2 separate regions of the Bombyx mori genome follow, and region 2 is linked to region 1. The links are chromatin contacts, called in public Hi-C maps. All regions are on one chromosome and are shown on one strand. Each heading gives the region's core, a stretch centred on a gene start, on an enhancer-like site or on the middle of the called end of the contact. The rest is flanking DNA. Distances are from core to core; before and after follow the strand shown.

Region 1 (3,411 bases), core at 221-2,720:
TATGGCACGCAGATGGAGACCCGTGCTCAACATGAACTGTAGCCTAAATTCTTTCCCAGATTTCCAAACTATTTCTATTTTTATTTCTATTACTATATTTCGTCAAAATCGGTTCAGTAGTTTAAGCGTGTAAATGTAAGAGAAGCTTGATGTTGATATGCGAACATGAAAAGAGTCTTCGACAATAGGCGGCTGCTTGGCTGTGGACCCGGCATTGTGTTAGGTGGATCCAGTCTCTATATATATATAATACATATGTAATATAGCTTGCATATACAAGTTACGAACAACAACTCTTGAACCGTAGGTCTACTGAGGAATATCACACTCTCGGTAGAAGATCTTCCCTTTGTCATTAAACCATCACCAAATTACCTTTATACTTTTTAAGTTAGCTTCACATTTGTATACTATCACCCAAAGTTATGTACCTATCCAATTTTCACTATTTATGACTATAAATACATATATGTATATACCAAGCGGTTTAAGCTTATATAATATATTATATCTATTTGTTAAGTGTACATATATCTTACTTAAAAGTCTACTGTCACGTGTCGCATCCCATCATCGCCTCTAAACCTACGTTTTCATATTATGATTAAGAGCAATGTTCAAGAAATCGGTGAATAAAAAATCAATTATGTATTCAACTATAGCAATTGATATTTGAAGCAATAATGCAATTCTATGTCTTGTGAGAAAAATAAATAGAAACTGATGTATAAAACTCTTGAGTACATACATATTTTGAAATTTTGCATTTAATCCCGATTGGTCATTTCGTGATGAATATTTTATCGATTTAAAATTAGAATTATCAATGTTAATTAACATTAAAAAAGATGTAAAAGTAAACAAATTAATTTTATTTACCCAGTTCCCACCACGTTAAAGAAACTTGATTGATGGTTGCGCGAGTGAAATTAATAGCTATTGCATGTGCACTAGTGACAGCTAAGTACTTGCATAGGTGAAAGTACGGGGATTGCAAATGCGCCGCTCATAATGAACTTGCGATCTCGCTCTAACTTTATATCTACCACACAAGCAATGAGTAATCAATAAACAAAGGCGTATTACATTCAACATCTACTGTTGGAGAAATAATGTGCAGTTTGAATGTGGTTACTTAAAATTGGTGCACCCGCGAATATTTTTGCAGCTGACAAGCCAAATGCAGCATTCCACGATGTTGAAATTCGCATTTCATTTTCTAAACGTTCAAGAGTAAAGACTAGGTACTTGATTGTGGGCCCCTTTATTAATCAAAACACTATACTTTGTAAATCCAAAAATCTGATGTATCACGGGAGGAGGTAAAGGATGCTGAGACGCAGGTCAGAAGGATACAGTGAGAAGCGAGGTCGGCGACAGGCGCGGATTGCGTCGCGACTCTCGTTGCTACGCGGCGGCGGCTGAGGCGAGGGGCAGAGAGGGCCACGTCGGCGCGCGGCCCCCCGCCATCGTCAGTCCGCCAACCGGCCTCGCTCCTAGTGTTCGTGTGTTGTGTGCCCTTTCGAGCTTCACCGGCTAGTGTCCGACCTCTGTAACCGACCGTTTATGACATTCGACAACCCCGCCCTGTGCATTTTCCAAAGTTGCATTTCGATCAGTGCGAGGAATACCTCGGTCTCGAACGACTCGCCCTTCAGACGTAAACGTACACAGTTTGCCTTGCCTTTATTTATGTTGTCATTATAGTGTGGTGAATACCTGTGTTGTTCGGACGATAACCACAATATTTCGGAGATCGAACTATCGTCAAATTTCAACTGAAGGTGAGTAGTTTTTGATTTCGCGAACTGCCTACCGGGACGCTCGATTCGCCGTTGCGTGGCTCGGTGTCATCAATAAATTCCGCGGAAAGACTAAGATGGGGTGTACAACTAAGTACGTCGTGACGTACGTATATTGTACAGCGGGATGTTGTAAATATTGATGATGGAACAATTCGTATGTTAAACAACTTAGAACCTACTGCAACATTTTAGTACAAATTGTCCAAAATAACAGTATCAATATCCTTAATATTATCAAAATCTTATTGGATTCGGTTCTATCCCACTATACCATATGGTAGACGGAAGCGAATGGATAAGAAAACATGGAGAGGCGCGGGGCGGTGCGCGGCCGGTCCAGCGGGCAAGCGACCGCATTCCATACGGAATGCTGGATTATATACAATGTCAGTGTGAGTTTGAGCCCCTAGATATGTTGCTTCATATTTGCAATAATTTTGTTGCCTGATGTGATTGCCTGCAATGTGAATCGAGAATATTGAAGAATTTGATGTCAGGCATAGCGCAAGTCTGAATGCCCCACACCTCTCTTCAAATCATATTATGTAGATGATATTATTAGCTCTCATAATAATATAATTTTAGGTATGTTTCAATAGTATTAATTGAGACATTAATTATTGGATGAGATAATAATGAAGAATTTATTTCTAAGCTATTTATAACTGAAATAATACTCTAAAACGTTTAAACTAAATTAGTTACGTATACTAGTTATTACAATACCAATAGTGACAAAATTAGGTAGATACCTAGCATTGGTACAACGGATAACTCTACTAAAATTTGAAATTAAAGAAAATGTACCTAGATAGATTAGTTTGCGGTTTGTCAGAGATTAGATAGATGTGGGTAGGTATTATTTTTAATGTAACAAATATTTCATTGTAGCTACCTTCAACGTATTGCCTATTGCCTAAACTATAAATCGGTTGGTATTGTTAAATTTTTACGTCGTGTCATCAAATTTTACTATTGAATAAACAAAAAAAAGTGTGCATTCGTTTTAGAAACTTGTTCGATATGATACTTATAAATACGAGGATCGAGCTCGCTAGCGTTACATTTTGAAACATCCGTTTTTGCTTCCGTTCTGTGACCTATAATATTGTACAATTAAATCTAAAGCGACACTGTTTATAGCATTAGAACGTAATATAATTAGAAGTAGATAATGCTTGGAATATTCATTGAAAATACTATTACCAAAACCTTAAAGTTTCTTACCGTGCTTGCATGGATCATTACGATTCTGATTATTTTTACAGCGAAGCAATCAATTATTCTGTTTTGAATACTATTAGGATACACCTAAATCGAATGCAATTGAAATTTAAATCGCGTGTCTCATGTGACGAACGGCAACATTTGGATTTGGGATAAACCTTCGATAAGACTAACCGAGCTGTCGGTCCCTAGACTATTACATTCTATGTATTAGCGTTAAAAGTGGATACGGATACAAATGTATGGGGATTGATATAAATAAATTTGCTTTTGTCAATCCCATACACTGGTGTACTTTTACAAGTGTTAATGCTACATAATTGTTACATAATCTAGGTACACTGAGCGTGTCTACTTATCTACTAATAGTAAAATTTGA
Region 2 (3,148 bases), core at 126-2,625, 44 kb after region 1:
GAATTAACCTACGATCTAATACTCGGAGATCGTGGCCGGTACAAAGCCATCTACAGCGGCCCCTCTCTTTCTTGCAGGTCAGTTCTTAATAATATTGTAAGTATTAATATTCTATAAAATCATTCGAAATAAAAATGGAAACTGAAAATTCAGTTACTAATAATAAAAAACAGGTCTATTGGCACTGTTTTTTTAATCAGGTTAAAATTGCTAACCACACGAGTTCGATCTACATTTATTATTAGGATCTGTCATGTTGAAATTATAACCTATAAGATATCTTGCCCGCAAAAACTGGTAATTTATCTCTTAGGATTCTAGCTCCAATTCAAACGAAGTTGAATTAAATCAAAGATAGGATGCTTTGGGTAATTATTATAACTCTCTGCAAAACTTTATGCATGATAAAATACATCTTTCTAGCACAATAACTAAAATGAATGCCGATTGGTACGTTAATAATGTTCTTGTAAACCATTATTAACTCGAAAAAAAACTTTTTCACAACCCAAAATACTGCACACATAAACAAATTTCAATAACAAAATAATATAACAATTTAAATAATTACCCAAATATAATCAATCTATTTAATAAAATCTAAGGAAATTACCAAATAAATTTATATTCTTGTAAAACTTATAAATTTCTCAATAAATGAAGATTTTGATTATTACAATTTTTAAGTGAGGCATAACTTTGTAGGAAAAAAGAATCATGAATGGACAATTTGATCTCCGATTGAAATGACTTGAATGTTATGTTGCAGAGTTCGTGATCTGCGGCCGGGATGCGAGTACTCGGTGTACCTGCAGATCCGCCCCGGGGCCGTCACGGGCGCCACCACGGAGGCGGTGACGTTCCGCGCGCCCGCCGCCCCGCCCGACCGCGTGCCCGCCCCCAAGGTCACGCAGCGGTCGCGCAACTCGCTGCTGTTGCGCTGGCCCTCCGCCGCCGACAACGGAGCGCGTCTGCAGTACTACGTGCTCGAAATGGACGACGGCGACGGCTTCAAGGAGATATCGCGCCCGCGCACTCGCCAGCACTCCGCTACCGGCCTGCGTCCCCAAACGCGATACATCTTCCGCATCGCCGCTGTTAACGAGTGCGGTCGAGGTGAATGGAGTGAAGAGATAACCGTGTGGACTTACGGGTTGCCACCCCCCGCGCCCGCTCCGCCCGTGCTCGACTCTGCCGCCTCCGAATCTCTATCTCTGTCTTGGGAACGCCGAGGCGAAGAAGAATTCACGCTCCAAATGGACGATATCGCTCGCGGGCACGGTTTCCTGCCCGTCTACAATGGTCCAGATCGAACGCACGTGTGTAAGGGTCTGCGTCGTGCATCCGACTACCGTTTTAGATTATGCTGCGAGACCACCGACGGACAAGGTCCTTATTCGACAGATGTGACGTACCGCACCCTACCCGAACGCCCTGGCGCACCAGGTCGACCCTCTGCCAAGGGCAAGATACATTCCCGAGCATTTCGCTTGCGGTGGGAGCCGCCTTCCGATGACGGAGGAGCCCCGGTAGAACAATACACTCTCGAACTCGATGCTGGCGATGGATTCCAGTCCGCGTACTCCGGTCCTGATAGAGAAGCGCATTGTGATCGACTTCAACCAGGTACTGACTACCGCGCACGAGTGCGGTGCTTGAATTCGGCCGGCGAGAGCGACTGGTCAAGTACCGAGACTGTCACCACGGATGCCACCATTCCTGCTGCTTGCGATGCGCCCGAGCCCACGAGTGAGCCGCGCGCTACTACCCTACCTTTACGTTGGAAACCTCCCAGCTGCACCGGCGGTACCCCTCTCACCGAGTATAGAGTTGAGGTGGCAAACGCGCAAGGAATCGCCCGCCTGGCTCACGCTGGCTTAGAAACGGAATGCATAGTACGAGAATTGTCTCCCGGTCGCCCGTACCGCGTGTGGGTAACCGCGTGCAATCGGGTCGGCTCCGGCCCGCCGTCCTCCGTCCTCGAATTCGAGACTGCGGCCGCCCCCCCGGATGCTCCCGACGCGCCTATCGCGAACGTCCAAAGCCCCAACGCAGTCCAACTCGAGTGGACTGCGCCCCCCGATAACGGCGCTAATATTATAGATTATAGAGTGGAAATGAGCGCAGCCAATGTCGACGATGCCTACACAGAGATATATCGGGGGTCGGAAACGAACTGTTCCATCGATCGTCTGACACCATTCACGCCCTACTTTTTCCGAGTGTGCGCAACGAATGTCGCCGGCCGGGGAGCGTGGTCCGCGGTACGGGACGTGCTGACTCCCCGCGCACCTCCCGCAGCCCCCTCTGCTCTGCGGTATGAAGCTACTGCAGACTCACTGCGTTTGCAGTGGCGCGCGCCGGCCTGCCACGGAGCTGATATCTTACAATATCGTGTCGAGGTTGGCGACGCAGCATTCGACACTGAAGGACCCACACCCGAACGGCTCGTCGAGGGACTCGAACCAGACGTGTCGTACCGTGTTCGCGTCGCCGCCCTAAACGAACTCGGGCTCGGCGATTGGAGTGAAGAATCGCGAGCCCGCACCCGACCTCCACCACCTGTGCCACCGATACTCCGGTGCTCCCCACCCGCTCATAACCACCTCCGACTCGAGTGGGACGCAACCGGAACCGAAGGAGTACATTATTGCGTCGAGATGCGTGCCCCGGACGGTCGCGAATTTCGTCCCGTGTATCGGGGAAGTGCACGTTCCTGTAAAGTGAAAAAATTGCGAGAGTCCTGTGCCTATGCCTTCCGGATACGAGCGGCGGACGAGAGAGGCGGGCGCGGGCCGTGGTCGGAGCCGGTCACGTTCGAGACGGGCAGCGCCCCGCCCCCCGCGCCCCGCGCCCCCGTGCTGCAGCTCCTCGCGCCGCGCCTTGCCCTCGTACAGTGGGACGTCATCGACGACGCTGAATACGTTTTGCAGTCCGCCCGCGGCAAGGATGCACTCTTCAAACAGGTAATTCGTCTTTTATTAATGACGAAGGGTACACGGCTTAATATGGTAACCGGCACGACTATTTTAATGTACTATTTGGTTATGGAACCGATAGGCATTAAACGTGACGCCCCCACAAACCTGGAGACATCAAGTGGAAGTTTGAATTATATTGTGTAACAGCTACTCCAAAAGTTCAAATC

Evidence for each region. A called contact is a pair of places that touch in the nucleus more often than the background predicts.
Region 2: a contact with region 1 is called in a Hi-C map of midgut, with 2.8 times the contacts expected there. The contact joins the enhancer-like site here to the promoter of LOC101744329 in region 1. A contact is called at or near these places in 7 of 7 Hi-C or Micro-C datasets (middle silk gland, midgut, posterior silk gland and 2 more).

Annotation. Positions count from the first base shown.
Region 1 is chr4:5,847,925-5,851,335 of ASM3026992v2, forward strand. It overlaps LOC101744329 (fibronectin type-III domain-containing protein 3a), which reads left to right and starts at 1,471. Exons shown (of 8, transcript XM_004929166.5): 1 at 1,471-1,784. It overlaps LOC101740829 (transcription-associated protein 1), which reads left to right. Exons shown (of 47, transcript XM_038021813.2): 47 at 1-865. It overlaps LOC134198747 (a long non-coding RNA gene), which reads right to left and starts at 1,272. Exons shown (of 2, transcript XR_009972914.1): 1 at 880-1,272.
Region 2 is chr4:5,891,711-5,894,858 of ASM3026992v2, forward strand. It overlaps LOC101744329 (fibronectin type-III domain-containing protein 3a), which reads left to right. Exons shown (of 8, transcript XM_004929166.5): 6 at 1-77; 7 at 770-2,966. Among protein-coding and RNA genes, the nearest start is that of LOC134198746, 8.6 kb to the right of the region's middle. Within about 2 kb of position 1,376, at least 5 of the 8 cell types and tissues checked have open chromatin away from gene starts, as enhancers often do.